Regions from separate parts of the Drosophila melanogaster genome. Here region 2 is linked to region 1. Evidence: chromatin contacts called from public Hi-C data. All regions are on one chromosome and are shown on one strand. The core of a region is the stretch at or near the end of the contact, and the rest is flanking DNA. Distances in the headings are between cores, read along the strand shown. Region 1 holds the start of eIF3f1 (eukaryotic translation initiation factor 3 subunit f1). Region 2 holds the start of Jhbp1 (Juvenile hormone binding protein 1).

Region 1 (5,662 bases), core at 1,601-4,100:
TTTTAACTCGGATTTAAAAGTTTTATACAACGCATTCTACATGTTATAAATCAAACTCTATACATTTTACATGTTTAAATGCCAAGCTCTCTAACATTGTAACAAAGTAATGTGTGTTGAAACTTAAAAAAAAAACCAAAAAAAGGATTAACTTTAAACGAAGTGTTAAAATTTTGAAATTGTTTTGAATTTATATTTACACCTCTACTCTACACATCTACACAATCTACTATTTCTATCCGAAAATTCGCTTTTAAATTAGTTAGTTTCTAACTTTTTGTACCCGCTACAGCCCACTTAAAATACCTAACGACGCATCCAATGTACCTAAAAAAAACTATATACAAACACCCATCCACACGCAACTCACTAACATAATTATTATATACATACCCTTAAACTTGCATGAGGTGAGCATATATCGCGAAAGATTTCATTTCTTATATCCCTTATTTTTATTTATTGTAATTTCGCATAAAGTTGAAAATTTGTATATTATATACACATCTTGGATTGTATGATTAATTTTTAAACATGATCGGTATATGAATAATTTTTCTGTATAAATACATCAAAGAAGATATAGTTTAGTTTTTTAATAAACTATTTCAATGAAGAACTATTTCATATTTTGATCTGCAGAACGCTTAAAGTTAAAAGGTGTATGGTATGTTGGTGGTAATACTTCAATGACTAGGAGATACAGTCCTTCAATGATGAAACAATCATTTTACGTTTCTGAACTTATCATTGTTAATTAAATTGTTCTAAAATGTATAACTTACCTGTCCTGTCGCATTTCCGACAAATATGCTAACAAAGTGGATGTCAATTCGACATGCTTAATAAAAACTTACAACTGAGTTCATAAATTTTTGGGAGGAACCAGTATCTGCTAATGTAACACTGTAACTAATGTTATTGATTTAAAAAAAAAACTTCCGCATTCTGAGATTTAAATTTCGCCCAAAAGTATGCATTACGAATATATTTAAATTGGCCACACAAACTTTCATATGAAAAGTTTTTTTTTTAATTAATTTATATATTAAGGCATACGGGGAAATCTTGGAGCCCCTTTGTGTCCTTCTTTCATATGAAAAGTGTGTTTTTTTATGCTCTTTAGAGTACCTTTTATTCTTCACCAGGATCAAGAATCAGCGCAGTCGATCTGGCCATGTTTGTCCGCATGAACGTCAAGATCTCATGAACTATAAATGCTAGAAGATTAAGGATGCAGATTGCACAGAAAAGTGTAGGCGTAGCTCAAGTTTATCCTGGTGCTACCAAACAATTGAAAGTTAAGTAACGCATATGATGCAACGAGGTGCTGGTTATAAAATGTAAGAAACTAGTTTTTAATAGAATGTGTTGTCATATTTCGTCACAAAATTTGATATTATAACTTTTGTGTGCCGAAGGTACGATCATCAAAGTTTGATATTAAAGAATATAAATATTACTATTCTTACAATAAACCCAGCACCGATGCGACTCCCTGAAACCCTATAGAATAGTGAAGCTCACCAAAGACTGAAACACAACATTTTGTTTTAGCAGTTGGGTGCTAAATTTTCAGTTGCACATGCATTTATTTTGTTCCTGGTGATGAATACTGTTGTGTTTAAGAGTCTTCAGTAGATTCGAATGCTCCTACAAACGCCACATGGTCGTTTAGTGTAGGTGTCACAGGATTCATGCTGATTCTTCAATTGAGTTATAAAAAAGATAATCCCATATATATTTTCTTTAGTATGGAATGTCATTCTGACCAGAGTAATCGATACAAGTTTTGGTTTTTTTTTTTGGCGATCAGAGCACTTTATTACGTAGACCCCCATTGATAAAAAACACAATCAGTTTACAATGCCACCCTTAGTAGATATTACCACTTCAACAAACGCCGTCGTTCTAGGCGGTGGGCAGGAAGGTGAGCTTTTCGTTAAGCTGCAGCTGGGTTTTGATGAGCTGGGAGAGCGTGATGACCAGCAGAAGGTTGCGTACGTTGGCGTTGAACATCTGAGTGAACTGCTCGTGGGTCATGTGCGGCACGGAGTGGATAAGGTCTAGCAGCTGGCGTCCGACGGCGTTGTCGGGGGTTACCTTGTGAGCGATCACGTCGTCAACGTACTTGAGAATAAGATCCAGCAGGGACTGCAGCTTCGTGGAGGCCTCCGAGATTTGGGCCAGGTCCAGCATTGGCGGAACGGTCTTGGGACGGTGAGCGGGCGAAACGCCTACGGTCTTCTGAAGCAGCTTGAGCCCAAATGTCTCCGGCTCGTAGCTGGTCAGCTCGACAGGAATGGGCGTGAACATGCAGCCGCTCTTGCCGCCGGGAACTCCTAGTTGAATGCAGACATAAGCACGCAGACCCATACGTCCGCCCTGCAGCGAAGTGTCCACGGTGAGGTGAACCGGGTTGTTGCATTCGCGGGCGTAATACTCGTGGATCACCGAGCTGTGGTTGGTAACGTCGTTGCCGGTGGCCCACCAGCCTACCACGCTCTCGTTGGAGTTCACCTTGCGGTTGAGGTCGTACATGTCCAGGGCGTAGCTCAGCTCTGCCTCCACCTGGTCATCGTGCTCCTTGTGCGGCACACAGAAACAGTTGGTAACCTCCACCACACCTTTGTCCACAGAGCCGAGCAGGGTGCCGATGACGCGGTGCGAGTCCGCGTTCCGCCGCTCGAAGGCGTCCACCACCTGGAAAAGCACCACCGGGTGCACGCGCACGGTCAGATTGAGAGCCGACATGGTAATTTTCGGTGGCCAAGATTTGCAAGGAAAATTTCCGCAATAATTTCTATTCAGCCACGCTGCGCGTATGTTTTAGGGATGCAAGAAAAGGGCCTATCGATAGTGCGGGTGGGGGTTGATGGCTTTTGGAGCTATCGGTGCGGTCGTGCGTGGCCTATCGTTTTATCGATGTAAAACCGGTGGCTAGCGTTAGTTAATCAAATACTATTCAAATTTGAATATGTCGGAGATGCCAAGCGCGACTTTTCATTTACTTCAGCGTCCATATTGTCCAGCACATCAAGTCGCCTGCGTGTTGTTTCTTCTGTCGTTCTAAGCAGACTAATTTACTCAAGCGTCGCCTTCGCGATGCTTTTCTTCTATTCCTCACCTTCACTCAATTATTTCATCCTTACTTCGTTTCCAGAAACTATACAACAACAACAACAGCCACACAAATGATGCCCACTCAATAACGGAACGCTTTCCGTGAATTTCATTGCTCGCTGCTCATTCTTAACATAACGGATCAATAACAAAATGTCGGTTACATTCTACTACTCAATCTTGCTTGTGAAATTTTGCTGATCAAACGTGCTTAAAGCGAATTATTAAATTTAATAAAATGCCTGGAAAGAGATAAACTTTGAAGTTACCCAATTAATAAACTATAACCACCAGTTGGGAAAATCTTTTCCAGAATAAGTATAAATGTTTTCTGTATCCCGTAAGACCGTCTACTATTTTTTAAAAGGCTCGGAAAAAGAGGACAGGCTTGAACCTAAGAGTGGTGGTGGGCGGAAAATTAAAATTAAAAAGCGTGTAGACCGCTTTATTATGCGAATAGAGATTGCGAACCCCCGGTCAGATCACTTGCTCTGGATATCAGGCAAGAGTGTCACCTAACTGTGTCACACGAAACTGTGCGCCAAGTCATCCTACGCCATAGATACTCTTCAAGAGTTGCGAGGAAAAATCCTTTGCTATCAGATGCCAATATGGAAAAGCGTCATTAATTCGCTGTGAACAAGGTGGATCATCCAGAAGAGTACTGGGATGACGTCATATTTGGTGACGAAACAAAAATTATGCTCTTTTATAACGACGGGCCAAGCAGAGTATGGCGCAAACCGCTGAGTGCGCTAGAAAAACAAAATATCATTCCAACGATAAAATTTGGAAAAATGTCACTGATGGTTTGTGGCTGTATCACCAGCCATGGAGTGGGAAAACTAGCCTTAATTTAGAGCACAATAAATGCCGTGCAATATCTAGGAATCTTAAAAAACAAATTTGAAGGCCGGTGCAGAAAAATTTGGTCTAGTTAGCAACAACAAGCCAAATTTTATATTTTAAGAGGACATGATCAGAAACATAAAGAGTGCAATGTACGCACCTGGCGCCCTTATAACTGTGGTAAAGTGATCGATACGCCCCCTCAGAGTCCTGATCTGAACCCCATTTAAAATTTGTGGACCTACTTAAAGAAGAAGGTGGCAAAAAGGGACCTAAAACACGACAACAGCTTATGACTGTAATAGTCGAAGAGTGTGAAAAGATCCCGTTTGAATATGACCTGCAAAAACTTGTCCATTCCATGAAAAAAGGGCTTCAACTTGTAGCTAAAGCCAATGGGGAACATACTACATACCAAAACTTTTAAAATTTTAATAAAATAATTTAAAAATTTAGGATTAAACATCGATTTAGTGTTTTGTGTAAAGAGTTTCTTGACAGTCTCAAAAGTGTTTAAACTTGGAATTTGTTGTTTTTTTTCTTGTATATTTAATATTTTTAATTTGTTTTTTGATTTATAAGTAAAATAAATATTGTTTAATTATATTTTATAAAAAAAATGCGTTTAATTAAGCAAAAAACCTTTAATTTTTAGCTTTAAAGTCAAAAATTCAACTTATTTCACAGTGTGTAAACAGTTTCTTGACAAACTGTATCAATTTTAAGAGGAAGGTCCCGCTTGCCCTTCACTGAACGAAGGCTGGTTGGGAGAGTTTTAAAAATTCTAATATGTAATATGTAAAGCCCCTAAGGGAGCTAAAAAACATAACTCTTTTCGACTGCCCATTCACTGTGAGTTCCATTCACGGGTGCTTAATGCACATATTTGGCCCAACGGCCCCATTCTTTTTACTTGATACCATCAGTACGTTTGATGCCATAATAGGTTTGTACTTGCTATCGCAGGTCGGAGCAGCATTAGATTTACACAACAACGATGTGAACTTCACAAATATTAATGACGTAGAAGTCCCAAGTTCGGTGTAAGCTGAATTCAATAAAATGATCCTTGAGAGGAAACAAGTGTTTTCGCACTCTAACGAGGCGCTTCCATTTAACACCTCGATCATTGTCACAATTCGTACGAAGACTAACGAACCCGTACATTCCAAGCTATATCCTTACACCATGGAAGCAGAGGAGCAAGGAACTGATGCCGACGGAAACAGAAAATAACGACTGGTGATTTCAGAAAACTGAATGAACGAACCATCACCGATCGGTATTCCTATAATTTTAGCGAACTTAGGAAAGACAATATTTTTTACTACCCTAGATTTAAAATCGGGGTACCACCAGATTTATCTGGCCAGAAAAGATTCCGAATAAGCTGCCTTTTCCATAAACGGATAGACGATGTAATAATTTTCTTTGCTGCTGACCACGTCTTACACTTTGACAGCACTTAAATGTCTGTGCCAAGCCAACATGAGAGTGGCACCCGAACAAACCAAATTCTTCAAAGGAAGTGTTGAATTTTTGTGTTTTATTGTTCCATCAAACTGAACCAAAACAGACCCGGAAAATGTAAAAACCTTTCAAGAGTACACTGAACCATAATTTTGTTCAGGTCCTTTTTTGGACTGGCCAATTATTACAGAAGTTTTTTTAAAGAAGAGCGGAAGATGCG
Region 2 (5,662 bases), core at 1,286-3,785, 250 kb after region 1:
TTAGTTTGTGTATAAAAAGTCAGTACGTTAAAATATAGACCACATTCTTAGAGCCCACTACAGTTTAGCATGCAGTTTCACACTACTGTTTCACATGCTTAAATTTCTAGAGCACTTGTCTTTATATACTGTTAGTCATAGTAAGTGCCATATCAAATTGTGGTGATTTCAAGATTATTAACTATAGGCACTTTACATTACAAACAATAATAATATTCTAGATGACTTTTTACTTTACATACATAATACTTTTTACATAAATATAATATTTTTCTTCTTTATTTTACAGATATTCTATATTTTACAGATAAAATAGCAAATAACTTAGATTTGTTGTCTAGGGCAAAGTGATAGAATGTGCCCTGCGAACTTTGTTACTAAAATTGTCAGGCCAACTATTGCTCAATTCTGATGCTGTGATAATACTAACAATAATAACAATATAGCAGCGAATCAGTTTATAAATATGCCCAAAAAATTTAGCTCAAGAAAGCAGGGTAGATGCAGAACAGCAGTCCCTACCAGTTTGTCAGCTCCACTGGGCTGCGTGTGGAGATTCGCAGCCAAGGTCAAGGTGGATTGATGACTGGGTCAACGTCAACGTTAACCAAAAACCACTCGACTGTGAATGCAGTCGTCCCTTTGCGCTGCTCGGTCGGTTGAATGACACATTTCTGGGTCACAAGGAAGCTGAGGAGCAAGCGAATCTTAATCAAGTGCGAATTGAAAGTGGTTCCGAGTGGAGTCTGGAAGTGTCTGGGATAACTGGTTTGCTGGTGGATTGCGTTGATCTAAGTTCCTGCAAAGTGTGTTTACTATTAATGAGTGGAATTTGCCATAGGTTTTGGTTTTTGACATCTTCTGAGCTCACCCCAACACCTTTCCATATATGCTTAGTCACTTGGATAATTAAGGCATTCGTATGGCCAAGCGAAATACTTAGTGAGGTGGAAATCGCTGAGAACAACAATTCGGAAATAAAACAATAAGACTTTGAATGTATTCTGCTTCCTCCTCTTCGCATTTCACTAAGCGCTGTCATTATTCGCAGCCGTCTTTTGTGAAGACACATTTACACATTGAGATGTATTTATAACCACCTCTACCCGCATTCAGAGCTACATAGACGTGACAACGGGCTTTAGAATCGGCGCAGAGGCCTTTGTATGACAAATAAGACTTCCCATCGAGTTCCCCGATACTTCCCCATTACTCTATTTGTTTGTGTTCAGGGCCATTGTAAACAGTTTAAGAGTTCAGTATGTTCCGATCGCAGGGCAAAGTATGGTGCCATAGTTCTCCGCAAACCTAAGTACCTGGCACACAGAGAAAAAATATGGATGAGTATGATTAGTAAGCTGGTTGCCAACTGTCTGGCTTGTTAACAAATCCCAGTAGGTTGCTCTTCCTGGTGAACTTTCATTTAGAACTCAGTGGATCTATGTTGGAACCCGTTCAGTTGAGTAGCCCATAAATAATTCATATTAGGCGCGAGGAAAGTGATTCGATGAACAACAGGTAATAGTATTTTTAGTTCTCCATCTGAACTGTGCATTTAAATCCACTGCTTATAAGCAAACATTCTACAAGTCTAGGGGAACATTGCAAGCTTAGTCAGTGGGTAGTTGGCTGGGGGGAGGTAAACAACCAATCACTTGGGCTGTGAGTTCAATTTACACACTGAATGATATTAGTCGGCAAACATGAAAGAATGGATAAGAATTCTATAATTAAGAGCTCTGGCTAAAAGAAGTCCGAGTATTGGACATTTTTCTCCCTGATATAGATTTCAAATTGAGGGGTATTACGCTGAACAGGGTATTCCAAGAGTCAGGGCTATCTAATTTCTGTTCTCGCCGTATAAGCACACAACTATTATCTCACTCTAATGGACAATTAAAGCGCCACACACATTTTTAATTAGCGACGGAGACATTTTCACGAAAACAGGTAAACGCGGCTCGCCTCGTTACGGTTTTAAGAAGACTCGAATTCAATGTATCCCAAGGTTATTGGAATAAAAGGAAGCGACTCGCTTGATGCGTTTTATGGCTTAAAAGATAAATAGGTTTGCTCCGCGAATATTTCATTTCGAATGGGTTCTGCTCACGAGCAATTAGAAGTTATCCATTTCTTTCGCAAGCCGCGATCAGGGTTCGCACGGCCGAAGGTTGACCAAATGTGCAGTTTATCTGCACCTCTGCAGGCAGGCGGTTGCGAAAATAGAGTTGCCTAATTGCTTTTATGCCACTCGACAAGTGGGCAAACAAACCAAAATCTTGCACAGAAGCCAAGAAGACAGCTTTACATTCGGTCAGTCAGTCAGTCAGTAGCCCATGCAGATTCCAACTCTATATATACATATCTATATACATATATAGATATATATGTATCTGCCCAGATCGGCAGACTCTAAGTTCTCTGCCGACGTCGACGGCGGGATGGAGATCGGCTTGGTTTGCATCTCGTTTCTGCGATCTGCCATCTGCGATCAGCAGCTTTGGGGCTTTAAAATCGGCTATCGACCGGCAAGCAGCTCGCAGTTTAAGTTCTCAGCTTCGCATCGACGGACGTTCGAGCACTCCACCCGCAGAAAGTTGATAGCTTCAGATTCCGACTTCGTTGCGTGCTGCTGCAGATTGAGATTCATATCCGGAAGTTGTTCTTGAGTGAAATGAATAAAGCGGTGTGCCTAGTAATCGTGATCCAAGCATTGCGGATGGTGCAGGCCGAGACCCGTAAGTTGTCTCTCTTAAGCGGTCGGTGGTGGTGAAGAAAATGATTAGTGAAAAGATTAGTACTGCCAATTAGAATCCGCTGAATAATAGTGCTGCCATGATTGGCCTGTTAATGGAAGGAGACTTTGATCTATTGTTATTAGCTTGAAGATGAATGACTAATAGTCTGAACTAACGAAGTGCAGTAAATACAACAAATTACTGAGCCAGATGATTACAAATTGTTTTGGGAGAATATTTAAAAATGCAAATTGTTGTTGGTGACCTGAAAAACGTAGCTTTTCGGCGTAGTTCGGCGACCCATGGCTCATTGAATAAGCCTCAGATTTTTTACAAATTCTCTGGTTCGATTTGTGTCTTTATATTAACAAGAGTCTCTACTTAAATATACACAGGCGTATATTACTTACCTAATTTATTGCGTATTAAACTGATCGCCAGGATTTTTGTCGAACTCATAAATTGCCAAGAGGGCTTAGTTGTGGGCGCATTCTACTCGTATAAAGTGGAATTAGCACTTTCGTTCGCTTCTCACACTTGCTGTGGAGCGTTTGCGAAATGCCATCACATCTTTTGGAATATGTCAAATGTCAAGTTTACAGCCTTTTCTCTCTTTCTCTCTCCTCCCCCCCCCCCCTCCACCAAAGCACTCGACGGGATGTTAATTGCGTGAGGCGACATGGTTTTGTTAGGCAAATGCAAGAAACAAAACAAAAGGGGGACAAACGGCCGGCATTTCAGCCGATGAGTTTTAGCCGAAGTTTGCTTCCGCATCGCACTCGAAACACGCTGAGCTCACAAATGTAAGCGCTCAAAATGCGGACTGTGAACCAAATCCATACTTAATTAACGACTCGCCGTGGCCGTTGGTCAGCCTTCAACTTGAAATCTTAATCGCTGCCGCTGCAGCTCGCCTTGCCATCGAATGGCGCTAATGAAACTGCCCAGGCACCAAGTCCGCGTTAATGATAAACCAGCTATACATAAATAATAGTCGCTCTGGCCGCGAATGTGTGTCATGTGCCACAGAATTGCGGCCACAACAGGTTCTAGACGTGCACTCCGTGGCAGCCTTGCCATCGAAACTAAGCCGACTCGAGATCTTGATTTTGATCTCGATCGGATTTGGAGGTCACTGCGGCATCGCGATTGCACTGAGCAGAGTCTCTGCAGAGTCGATGAACTTTACAGGAATTGAATCGGCGGATGGTGTTGATCTTCCGTTTTGTTGGCAATTCTGAGTGTTTTCTTCCGGCTGCGCTGAAAAACATTAACAAATCAATGAATATTTGATATTTTTTTATTTGTTTTTATCACCTCCTACCATCTTGTTTGCTAATTTCCAGATTGCTAAAGCCGTGAGAACTAGCAAACCAAATCTATTTGTTTGTTTTTTGGACTCATAAATTAGAACTTTTAGGGGTGACGACTTATGCCCTATGATTATAACCAACTACAAATTTTCGCATTATTTTTTACAGCGCCCTATATTAAACAATGTCATAGGAACGACCCGAAATTGGTGGACTGCTTTATCGGAGCTATTGAACACCTAAAGCCATATTTGGCCAATGGCATTCCTGATATTCAGGTGAGTGACTTTTCTCCTATGAGTGCCAGAGGTGATTTCTTTGAAAACTTGTTTTGAGTTGCGTAAGAGCAGCTCGAATGAAAGTCATTGTGAGTTTCGCACTTGCATAATGAGTGTTTTCGCAGGAAAAATCCGACGTTCACTTTCCGCACAGTGGTGCAACAATGAACACAAAATGAACCCCTTTGAAGGTCATTAGGCAGATTGTCAATTTATTTTCTCCTAAACAAACTTTGTTGTAAGGGTGAATCCCACCGAAAGCCATTACCGAATCACATGATATGATGAATTTATGATAATTGCACACTCAGGTCAAAGCCCAAATTAAAACGTTAAAATGTTTGCAATACGCGTTTAATCCCACTGTCTCGTCCCTTGGCAGCTGCCCTCTGTGGAGCCCTTTAAGATGGACACCCTTGCCCTGCAGTTAACAGAGGGTCCCCAGGGGTATAAGATCACGCTGAAGAACATGGAGGCCTTCGGGGCCAGCAACTTCAAGGTGACATCCCTGAAACTGAGCGAAGGAAGCGAGCCCTTCAAGGCGAAGATCGTGATGCCCAAGCTAAAGATTGAGGCTAAATACACGAGCTCCGGGGTCCTGCTGATCCTGCCCGCCTCCGGAGGTGGGGACTTCCATGCTAACTTCGAGGGTGTGAGTGCCGATCTCACAGGAAAGACATCCATTCACGCCTTCAAGGGCGCTAACTACCTCCACATCGATGCTCTCAGCTTGGTTCTGGATGTGAAGGATGTGAAAATGAGCATCTCAGGTGCCTTCAACAACAATCGAATTCTGCGTAAGTGTCCCCTTAATTCCCTGCCAAAATGTGAGATTTCAATATCGTTTCTTATTTCACAGTGGAGGCCACCAATCTGTTTCTGCGGGAAAACTCTCAAGTCGTTTTGGAGGCTATGCAGGCTCAATTGCAGAAAAAATTGGCTAGCGAGTTCGGCAAACTCGCCAACCAGCTCCTGAAGAATGTTCCTGTAGAGCAATTCTACGTGGACTAGGCCTTAATCCCTTAGATTGTAGTTCGTTAGTCTTATGTATATATATGTATTTAACTCTAAATTACACTCCAATGCTATGAACCAAGTATTAAATTGTACATGTATATGGTGTAAACTCTGCGCATTTGTCTGGGTCAATAATGTCCTAGATTCCGATGATAATAAAACTCATAAGTTTAATCATCAATTATTATTATTTGCATTGCGTAGAGTCGTATTCACCCTGTGAAATCAATAAAAAATTCTTGAATATGTACATATAGAAATTTACGATGGAGAATACTTTTCTTCCATTTTTATCAATTTTACAACGCCGTAACAT

What was found. Hi-C and Micro-C count contacts between places; a contact is called where the count stands out from the background.
Region 2: a contact with region 1 is called in a Hi-C map of the Kc167 cell line, with 2.0 times the contacts expected there. A contact is called at or near these places in 1 of 107 Hi-C or Micro-C datasets (the Kc167 cell line) and 1 of 7 datasets of targeted methods (the Kc167 cell line).

The regions. Positions count from the first base shown.
Region 1 is chr3R:4,711,332-4,716,993 of dm6, forward strand. It overlaps eIF3f1 (eukaryotic translation initiation factor 3 subunit f1), which reads right to left and starts at 2,851. Exons shown (of 1, transcript NM_141232.3): 1 at 1,551-2,851. The coding sequence starts at 2,754. The coding sequence ends at 1,912. It overlaps smash (smallish), which reads left to right. Exons shown (of 14, transcript NM_001259984.2): 14 at 1-862.
Region 2 is chr3R:4,962,910-4,968,571 of dm6, forward strand. It overlaps Jhbp1 (Juvenile hormone binding protein 1), which reads left to right and starts at 2,536. Exons shown (of 4, transcript NM_141252.3): 1 at 2,536-2,738; 2 at 4,220-4,329; 3 at 4,712-5,126; 4 at 5,189-5,576. The coding sequence starts at 2,675. The coding sequence ends at 5,340.